Linked DNA regions of Sus scrofa: region 1 is linked to region 2. A link is a contact called in public promoter capture Hi-C data. All regions are on one chromosome and are shown on one strand. Each heading gives the region's core, a stretch centred on a gene start, on an enhancer-like site or on the middle of the called end of the contact. The rest is flanking DNA. Distances are from core to core; before and after follow the strand shown. Region 1 holds the start of LOC110256820. Region 2 has its middle 210 kb from the start of TOMM20.

Region 1 (5,081 bases), core at 223-2,722, 230 kb before region 2:
TTACAGGGCTGAGGCAGTATGCCACTCAAAAACACAAAAGCCACAGAAAACGATTCCTACACAACGGCCTATTCTGACACACGCAAGCATGTAGCCCGGCTAAACCGGGCATACGACTGCTAACGTCCCCCAGCAGGTTAAAAGGTGACTGGTGCTCTCCTGCTCTCCTCCAAGAATGTGCTGGGAAAGGAAAACCCGGTGTCAGTGCCTATCAGCCCGGTCTGACTCATCTCTGTTGTGCTACTTCAGCACAGGAACACGTTGCCACTAAGCACTGGTTCCGCCTCGGGCAAATCAGGAAGTTGGGTGTTTGTTGTTTCTGGGCCGGCCGGGGGAGAAATGGTGAATGGGAAGGGCACCCCCTCCTCTGCTCTCCGTCCCCTCTTCGCCCCGAGATCACCTCACTCCACAGCCGCCCCTACCTGCTTTAGACCCGTTGGCCCCGTTGGCCTCGAAACCCAACAACCTGCCTGCAGTCAGGGCCGGCTCCTTCTTAAACTTGCTCTCGAAGGGCCCCGAGTGGCCGTGCTGGTGCAGCGCCAGCAGCGTGTCTCGAACCGTCTTGGGCCTGTTGACCCAGTCCTGATCGCCGGGCCCGCGGCCCTTGCCCGCGCCCTCCGTGCCCAGCTCGGCCGCCCCGGCCGCGGTGGTCAAGCTGTCTGCCGGGCCGCGGTGCGAGGTCGGCGGCGGCTGCTTCTCCTTGGCTGCCGCCTCGCGCTGCTCGTGCTCCGCCGACGCGCTGCTCGTCACGGACGCCGGCCGCTTGTGGGCGCCCAGTTCGGCCGGCTGCGCCGAGCCCAGCCCGGCAGCCGCGGCCCCGGACACGGCGGCCAGTGAGGCGGCGGCGCGACCGCCCAGGCCAAGAGCGGCGGGCAGCGGCGTGGTCGAGCCGTTCATGAGCGGCACCAGGGTGGGAGGCACGGCGTGGCCGCGCCGCGGGTTAGGGCTCTGGCGGTTCAGCTCCGGCGGCTCCTCCAGCTTGGAGAAGCCGTTGGGCACCAGGATGCCGTTCACGGGCGGCGGCTGCGGCGTTGGCGGCTGGGCCAGACCGGCCGCCGGGCGGCTACCGCTGAAATCGGAGCCGAGGCGCGGGGGCCGCTCGGCTGCGGCGGCTGCCAGAGGGTAGCGCTCCAGGGCCTGCGGGGCGCGCGCGGTGGCCTCGGGGCCGCCGTGGCCGAGCTGCTGCTGCTGCTGCAGGAGAAGGTCCTTGGCGGAGAGCGGCGGCGGCTTAGCGGCGGCCGGAGCCGCGGCGCCGGGCGGGGAGCGGCCCTCCGGGAAGCAGCCGTGCGCCCGCTTGAGCTGCCGCGCCGTCTCGATGACGAACTCGACGCGGTCGGCGCCCTCGTAGTTGACGCAGCCGCGGCACACGGGCTCCGTGAAGTCCCAGATCATGGCCCAGGGCATGCGGGGCAGGTCACACAGGTAGCACGACTGCCGCCGGGACGCGGCCGCCACCGCCACCGCCGCGGCCATGTCCGAGGAGCCCGCGGCGCCGGAGGAGGAGGAGGGGGCGCCGCCGCTCCCCGCCGGCACCACGCGCGCCCTCCTCCCCCCCCAACCCCGCGTCTCCCCCACCAGCGGCGGCGGCGGCCGCAAAGGCGGCGGCGGCGGCAAAGCCCGCGAAGGATCGGCGCCCGCGCAGCGCCCCCGGTGCACGAGGGGCGGCGGGCGCGGGGCGAGGGGTTGCAGCCGCGGCAGCACGTCCCCCCGGCCGGCGCGGGCGCGGGTGGGCGGCGGGGCGGCGCGGCGCGGCGGGCGCGGCGGCGGCGGCGGCGGCGGGGGCTCGGCCGGGGCCGCGGCGGGCCTCCAGACCGGGGCGAAGACGGGCCGCGCGGGCGCGGGGGAGCGCAGCAGGTCGCGGCGGCGGCCGGCGCGGAGTGCGGGGCGGGGGGCGGGGAGGCCGGGGGGGCGGGGGGCGGGGGGCGGCCGCCGGGGCAGGCTCAGCCCGAGCGGCGGGGCATGCCGCGCCGGGGCGGCGGCGGCGGCGGCCGTGCGGCGTGGAGCTCGGGCGCGGCACGGGCCCGGGTCGCTCCGCTGCTCTCTCACAGCTCCTGGCGTCGCCGCTCTCCAGCGCCCGCCTCAGCGCCCAGCCCGCCTCAGCTCCGCCGCCGCCGTCGCTGCTGCTGCTGCCGCCGCGGCCGCTCCACTTCTACAGACTTGATTCTTCGACAGCCTCGCAAGGCGCCTGCGCGGGCCCCCTCCCCTCGCGCGCGCGCGCCCGCCCTCCCCCGCTCCCTCCCCCTCCCCCCGCCAGAGAACGAGCGCTGCCGGGAGAGCCGGCTCCGCGGCGCCCGCCCGCGGGTCAGCACCACCCGCCTGCGCCGCGGCTCGTGTCCCCGACGTGAAGCCGTCGCTGGTGTGGCTTGCTTTCCTCCACCCGCTCGGCTCCCTCGACTGCTCAGGCAGTTCCTTCTCGTCTAGGGCTGTTTGAGCCAAACCGTGCTAGAACTCATGTTTTGAAAAGCCAGGCCACTCTGTAACCTGGTTCTGTTAGTAGCATCTTGAGGATGGGGATTTTCAGTCAAGTGCTGTTCACAGTTTTGTAAGGAGCTTTATTTGAACTCCTCGGTGAGTGCTTTTACACCCGCATGTCTTGGGAAGGACACACGCGCCGCCGGTCCCCTAAACTTTTACAACAGGAGGGTGCGCGCCCAAGCCTAGGGCCGCGTCCACCCGCCCTTCTACGGAGCCCTTCCGGGAGCGAGCGGGTACGCTGCCCGAGGAGGTTCCGATCCCCCTCTTCCCCAGTCCGCAGCCCGCCGGGCCACGCGGGGATCCCGGTCGCCTGCTGCAGGCCCGCGCGGCGGGCGCGTGACGTGGGCGCGGGGCCGCGTGCGCCGCCACCGAGTGCGCACGCTCCGCGCGGACGTGACTCGGCGCCGCTGGCACTGGCGGCCCCATTGAACGAATGCACATTCCAGGGATCCGGGGTCAGCGGCCAACGCGGCCGCGTCACCGCGCAGGCTCCGCCCCCGCCGCGACTCTGCTCCAGACCCCGCCTCTCGGAGCCAAACTTGGACTCCAGGTGGCGCGCGGCGCGGGCACGAGCGGCAGCGGGGCTTGGCCCGCGCCCGCCGTGGGGGCGAGCGACCGGCTACCCCGCTGGCTGCTCTGGCGTCCCCGGCGCCGCGGTGGGGCAGTGGCAGCCTTGCGCCCCTGGCAAGGCCCGGGTTGGGCTTAACCCCGGTGGGTGCGAACCCGCCTGGCGCGAAGGCGAGATGTGGCCGCAGAGCCTGGCCGCGCTCTGCCACTGTAGGCCGCCACAGACTCTGCCCAGACTGAAATGAGCACTTGAGTTTCACACTTTTATCGGGAGGAGGAGCTGGCGTGTGTTATGGTAAATTACTTTTGGCTGGTCGTTAGTCTTAACTGACTAATAGACGCTGGCTTAGTCACTCGCAGTTGGGACTTTTACACTTCAAGTCTGTAAGGGCGGCCTTGGGAGCTTCCTTTGTTGGAAAACAGGCCCACATCTCTCCCTGATACTGGAATGAGCTGGTTAAGTGTGGGAAGAACAGGGTACTAATTATATTATCTTCCCTACAACTGGATTGGTAGGTGGAGAGAGAAGAAAAATCCTGCTGACGTTTCTTTTCTAGTTGTTGCTATTGAAAATGCCAGGTTGCTTCAAAGGATTAACCACAAGGAAGAGGAAAAACACCCTTAGAGAAACAGTGGAGGGAGCTGCTTAAAGCACAAGAAAAAACCTGTCTGAAAATGGCACAGAAAACGTAATGCCAGACTTAAATGTTTTTATAGGCGAACCCTGAATGTCTTCTCTTGGGGATTTCCAGAGAGGGTGCGCCTGCCATAAAGGTCTCCCCATCTGTTCCCGGATCTTGCCCTGCAATTATAGTCCTGCCTCACCCTCTCCTGCTTGGAAAAATAGGACCCTGATTTTTTTTCTCCCAAGCAGCTGGTGCCAGCGGATTGGGTCATTCCTGGTCCCTGGTGTCCCACACCTCTTTCAAGACCTGCCACTCTCCTGGGAGACCCTGTGCCACTCATTCTAGCACGTGACTTGATCCCACTAGGCCACTGCCATAGGGGATGAGGCCCAGTCTCTGTGCTGCAGAGAGATGAGCCATCTCACCCCTAAGAAATGGCCCCACTAGGAGTGACTGAAAGATTAAAAGAAAACAACTTGGGGTTAGAGTCATGGCCTAATTATACTCATGTACCTGCCAGGGCACTGTAATATCCTCATGGGCAGGCCTGTGGCTCCATCCCAAAATAGAAATACCGAGATCCAAATTCTGCCCTGAGAGGTATTCAGTGAGGATTTTTGTAGAACAGAGCTTTTCTTCTCCAGATGGAGAGTGTTTCCTTTTTATTTTACACTGCCAGTTTAATGTTGAAACTGAGTTGTTGTAACTTCCCTTAATGAAATGCCCGCTGGAAAATGGAAAGCCTATTTTAGTTCTGGTTTCTCTTGCCATAAAAGGATCCAGGATCAAGAGGGTTAAGGCTGGCCCTGGATCCAGGGCAGCAATTCCTTATATTGTATCTGAAGTCTTTCATGCTGCCTGGCCTTTCATGTAGCTCTGAAGCAGCTTTATCGATGTATGCTAAGTAAACATAGCTTTGTTTTCGTCTTCCACCCACCGCCCTCCCTCCCGGCACAGACTGGAGCTGGATCCCTTCCAAAGCGGCTGCTGCAGCAGTTAGAGCCGCCTCCTCCACACACAGGAGCAGGGTTTCTAGGGTGAGGCAATGCGTCTGCAATTCGCAGAGACAAGGCAGGAATTGTAATTGTAGTTCATCATGTGATGACTTATGAAAGAGGAAGTTGGTATGTTTTAGTCACGTAGACTCTGCCCTTCTGCTTAAAAGGCTCTCCCGGTCCTCTCAAAAGAGAATTATGATCATCTTGGCCACTTGGAGTCAAGGTTACAGGGTTGGCTGCAGTCTGCTCCTACACAACCGCATGTGGACAGGCAGGCGGATGCTGGCTAAAGTGTTGGTGGGGCAGTGGGTTGAGGCTGGCTTTTAACCAGAACGCTCAAATGCTGCAGTTTGTCTTAAGAACCAAAAGAGATATCCTATGGGGAAGCAACAATCTTTTCCAGCTCTAATTGCTG
Region 2 (4,785 bases), core at 590-3,089:
CAGTCCCTGATTCCTCCAATACAGTGATGTTTTTGAGAGTCAATAGGCCACTTAAAATACACACTGTGCTACGATGGGACCCACCACAAGGAACACCAAGATGAGAAGACATGTCATACCTGCCCTCAGAAAGCTCATGATGGAAACGGGGCAAAGAGCCTGGTTCAGCTGTGGGCACAGGTGGGGTCACCCATACTAAGAGCTGTAAGGGGAGCGTGAGTGGACGAGAGGAGGCAGAAGCCATGCCCAGGAAGCTCTGCTGAACAACTGGCTCCATTCCTTCAAAAACTCCACCAACTCAAAGAGTAGACTTGACTCAAAAGAATCTACACTTAGAAAAAGTTGGGACAATTGGAGAAATTTCCATCTGAATTGGGTGTTGAGTGAGAGCAAGGAGTTATTGGTAATTCTTAGGTCTATAACGGTGATATCATTACATCTGAAAGGCCCATCTTTTTTAGAGGTGTCCAATCCAGCATGTAGAGGGAAATGACACGAGGCTTTTAAAAAAATCAGAGTGAGGGGAGTTCTGGTCATGGTTCAGTGGAAATGAATCTGACCAGCTTCTATGAGGACACAGGTTCAATCCCTGGCCTCGCTCGGTGGGTTAAGGATCCGGCATTGCCATGAGCTGTGGTGTAGGTCATAGATGCGGCTCGGATCTGGTGTTGCTCAGGCTGTGGTGTAGGCCCCTAGCCTGGGAACCTCCATATGCCACGTGTGAAGCCCTAAAAAGACAAAAAAATAAAATAAAATAAAATATTAAAAAATCAGAGAGAGAAAGGTAATCGCACTCTGCTCTGGGGAGTTTTGAAATGTTCATCATTTAGAAAGGTTAAAAATGAAAATAAGGGAGCATGTGGCAAGAGAGGCACTTTCAGCTGAGCCGAGACTGGCGAGCAGGATGTCACAGATAGAAATGGACAGGAGTGTCATTTCTGGGACGGGGGGGGGGGGGGGGGCGGGTGGCACCCAGCAGCGATCCTGAAGGAAGAGGGTCTGGGGGGATCTCAGGAACCGGATTCAGATTAGAGCTCCAAACATCAGCCTGGTGTGGGTGAAGAGACCCACCTATGTTGGCCTCTTCCTCAAGCTAGGCCAAGAAATAAAGGGCAAAAGACTCCACAAATACTTGGCCCTGAATGCAGACCAAGGGGGAGGGCCCACACTGAGTGTGCTGACCCTTGCCTCAAGGACAGTCCCCTGCACCTGTCACTGCTTGTACAATTGCTTGTCCTGGTGGACCCAGGCTCTATCACATGAGATACAGTTGTTTCCCTTTGGGGGACCCCTTGGTCTTCTTGGAAATATAGCTCCCATTGCTCCCCCTCCTCTGGATTTTCCAGCATCTCCAGAGAAAGCAGATCAGAGGTGATCACACAAGAGGGAGACTTGAGGTCATCCGCTCAGTGGCACATCCACCTGCCTTGTCCCCACCACTCCTCCCACCCCAGAGCTGGATCCCACCCTGCCTGACTCTGTCTCTGGAGGGAAGTGTGGCTAAATCTGGCTCTGCTGTCCTATCCATGCAACCCCGCCCCAGCCAGGGGGCCTCTGCTGGGGTGGTGTGGGCTCTCAGGATTGGGGCCAACCTGGTTTTTCTGAGATCGCTGAACAAGGAAGCCTGGCCATCTCCCCAGAGTAGCCTGAGTTTTCACCTCTGGGGGTAATGGCACTTGACAGCCTGAGAGTCTTTCAGAAACTGCCAGGGTTCACGTGGGCAAGGCGGGAGGTTCCTCACTTCCAAGCTTATCTTTGCTCTGCAGCCCTGGTATGTAACTGCTGAGGGTTGCAAAATGAAAGAGAAAATATTTACAGTGAGAGTTGACCTAAAAAGAATCCTAGACGGGGTGGTGGTGGGGTGGTCAGGGTACCTTCAGCTTGGCCTGACCTCTTCCAGACAGAGGGCTTCAGGGGAAGGCCCAGCCACATGGTACAAAGAGCACGGCTGTCAGGCTGTGCCTGAGTTCAAATCCTGCCTCCCCACTTGCTAGTCTGGGCGACAGAGCTCACCACAGCTAACGTTCCCCATCTCAGAGGTCTTTGCAGATTAACGGAGATGTGAGTAAGTCAGACACTGGGCATGAAGGAGGCACAGTTGGCCTCCGCCTCCTCCAGATGCCCCCTTTCCTCGCCTTTCAGATAAGGGAGTTGGAGGCTGTAGTCTTTAAGACCCCTGTCTGCTCTGATCGACTACTCTTCCCGGGACCGGCTGGGTTTGCAGGTCCGTCTTCTCAAGGGGCTCTGTAATTTGATGCATCCTTCATCTAGCTGCCACCACTCACTGGGCTCTTCCTGGTGACAGGCCCACGAGGACATCAAGAGGCCTGGCCCGTGGAGGCCACATCCAGAAGCTTCCACCTGCCTTCTTCCCACAGGAGGGGCTCCTCTGCTCCACACATAGCAGGGAGCTGTGTGCTGATTTTCTGCACTCTCTTAAAGTTTATCAGCCCAAGGCAAATGCATCATAAGACACTCAGACCTTGGCCACCATGGGGTGGGCAGCGTCAGGGAGAGACTGGGAAATGATTTCATTACTGACAGGCCAATAGCTCTGCGTCCACCTGCTCCTTAAGTCCCATCCCACATCCCGCCCCGGGCTAAGCCACCCAGCCACCCAGCCACCTTTGCACGGTGGGGTGGGCTTTTCCCATCAAATTGTGGATCTTGTGAAAATGTTTTTGAAAGTAGGAACTCCTGGGCAAAAGTGAGGTATTATGATGGGGTCTCCAAACCAGATGTTCAGGAAGGGCCACCCTCATGGGGTGAGTCACCTTCTGTTGTTCTTTTCGCAGGACACCCCCGCTGGCCAGCCTGTCCTCAGGCAGAAACATGGCGGCTCTTCCTCTAACCCTTGGGGAGTTAGTGGCGGGCCGCCTTTCCATGGGAAAGCCCACGGGGTCAGGACCTCTAGGTGGGTGACCACGTGTCCCTTTATCCAGAGGGTTTCTCTTTGTTCCTGGTACTCAGAGTCATTATTAGTAGCACCTCCTTTCTTTGCGTGCAAGAAATACGTGGTCACCGTACCTCCAGGCCAAGTGATGCTTCCACGGACCTGCCATCCAGCCCCCTGGATTTCCTCGGCGCTGAGGTCATTTCCAGGTGGTCCAGCCCCTTGAGACATCCCATAGTGCAGACATCATCCCCCTTCCCTGCCGCACCAGGGGACATGGCTTTCAGGATAACGGAAGGAAGAGCAGAGGGCTCTGGGCCCAGGTGGGCTCAGCAGCCTCCCCAGGACGGAGACACGACCCTGTTTTGTGGCCCTTGTGGAATCCTCTCCTCCCCCTCCTCAGTCCCTCCCTGTCCAGCTCCATCCACCCACCCCCCACCCCCCAGAGCGGTCCTGGCTGCGGCTCCCCAGGCCTCAAAGCAGCTTGGGTGGGAGGAGGGGCACAGGAGGGCCAAGGTCACTCTGCGCCCAGCAGGTGGAGACTCCTCCTTCTCGGCTGTTATCACACCACGACAGGAGAATCTTGAAAGATGGCTTGGGACGCCCCAGGTAGTTGAATTGCTGGGGTTCTGACTTTTCTTTTCCCTCCTCAGCCAGGAATTCTGTGGCTTTTCTTATGGGGTTGGAAAGGGAACACTTGCCTTCCAGAGCACTTCACGTTGACAGCGGTTTATAATTATGTGACTTCTACCCATAGGTGCCCAAGAGATGGAAACGAGCACTGGTCCCAACTTACAGATGGTGAGACTAAGTTCAGAGAGGGCAAGAAATGCTGCTCTTTCACTTGGCCTAATCGATCATACTTCCTGCTAGAAGGACACACAGAAGACATACTCACAGACACACACACAGACAGACACACTCACACACATGCTCACACATGCAGACACACACTCACAGTCACACATGGACACACACACTCACGCACATACATGCACACACACAGACACACATGCTACACACACGCAGACACACACGCTCACACAAATTGGCCCATTCCCCAGGGGAAGTCGTCTGGTTTCCCTGCTCTGGTTTCACTCTCAATACTTTCCTACATCCTGGCTATAAATACACCAAGGTCAAACACGTCTCTTAGTTTCACTCTATCAGCCAAAGCAAGTTACTCAGAAGCAGAGAGGAGGGAGCAGCCTGAGGGGAGAGGCGGCAGATGTGCTCCGTCCAGGACAGATGGGGGCATTTCCTTTGTGTCTTGCTTTTCAGATGCAGCCTGGCTGGGAAGGCCGAGCCGTCACGCACTCTTGCTCCTCGAAGGCTTGGCCAGGCAAGCAAGGGTGGAAAAATCACTCTCATTTTGAATCCCGCCTAAACCGAGACTGGCTGAGGCGAGGCCCCCTCCTTGCTAACCACTGGCCCAGCTGCGAAAACCCACCTCCAGCCTCTTCAGAGGGCGGCTCAAGGCCACACCCCGGAGGAGCCATTTCTTCTAACTACCACCATCTTCATCTTACCGCACTTTCGGGGTAAATTCTTCCCCCATGTCTCAGAGACGTTGAGTCCATGTTTCTTTTATTTTTTACTGACTAGATTTATTATTTATTTATATGTATAACAATTACTATTTATATGTTTATATTATTTACCTCTAGTTCTGACACGTTTTGGCTTCAGGAACTCTTTACACCCTCAAAAATCTCTATGATCAAGCTCCCTAAAAAAAGAGCTTTTGTTTTTGTACGTTACGTCTTTCAACATTTCTTATCTAAGAAACTAAACGGAAAAATGTTCACTAGGTATTAATTTATTTAAGAATAACCGTAATAAACATACGACATGCTTACATAAATACCATATTTTTATAAAAGATGACTAGT

What was found. Promoter capture Hi-C pulls out the DNA fragments that hold promoters and counts their contacts.
Region 1: a promoter capture Hi-C map of liver shows a contact between it and region 2, with 10 times the contacts expected there. The contact joins the promoter of LOC110256820 here to the enhancer-like site in region 2. A contact is called at or near these places in 2 of 5 promoter capture datasets (fetal liver and liver), 6 of 47 Hi-C or Micro-C datasets (embryonic fibroblasts, fetal heart ventricle, liver and 1 more) and 2 of 2 datasets of contacts at active chromatin or transcription factors (alveolar macrophages and skeletal muscle).

What each region holds. Positions count from the first base shown.
Region 1 is chr14:56,542,276-56,547,356 of Sscrofa11.1, reverse strand. LOC110256820 reads left to right here and starts at 1,472. Exons shown (of 2, transcript XM_021073692.1): 1 at 1,472-1,877; 2 at 1,939-2,345. The coding sequence starts at 1,472. The coding sequence ends at 2,345. It overlaps IRF2BP2 (interferon regulatory factor 2-binding protein 2), which reads right to left and starts at 1,565. Exons shown (of 2, transcript XM_021074288.1): 1 at 471-1,565. The coding sequence starts at 1,473.
Region 2 is chr14:56,317,740-56,322,524 of Sscrofa11.1, reverse strand. No RefSeq gene overlaps it. Among named protein-coding and RNA genes, the nearest start is that of TOMM20, 210 kb to the right of the region's middle. Within about 2 kb of position 1,839, at least 25 of the 83 cell types and tissues checked have an H3K27ac peak or open chromatin away from gene starts, as enhancers often do. A contact at or near this core is called in fetal liver and liver, where this site is marked.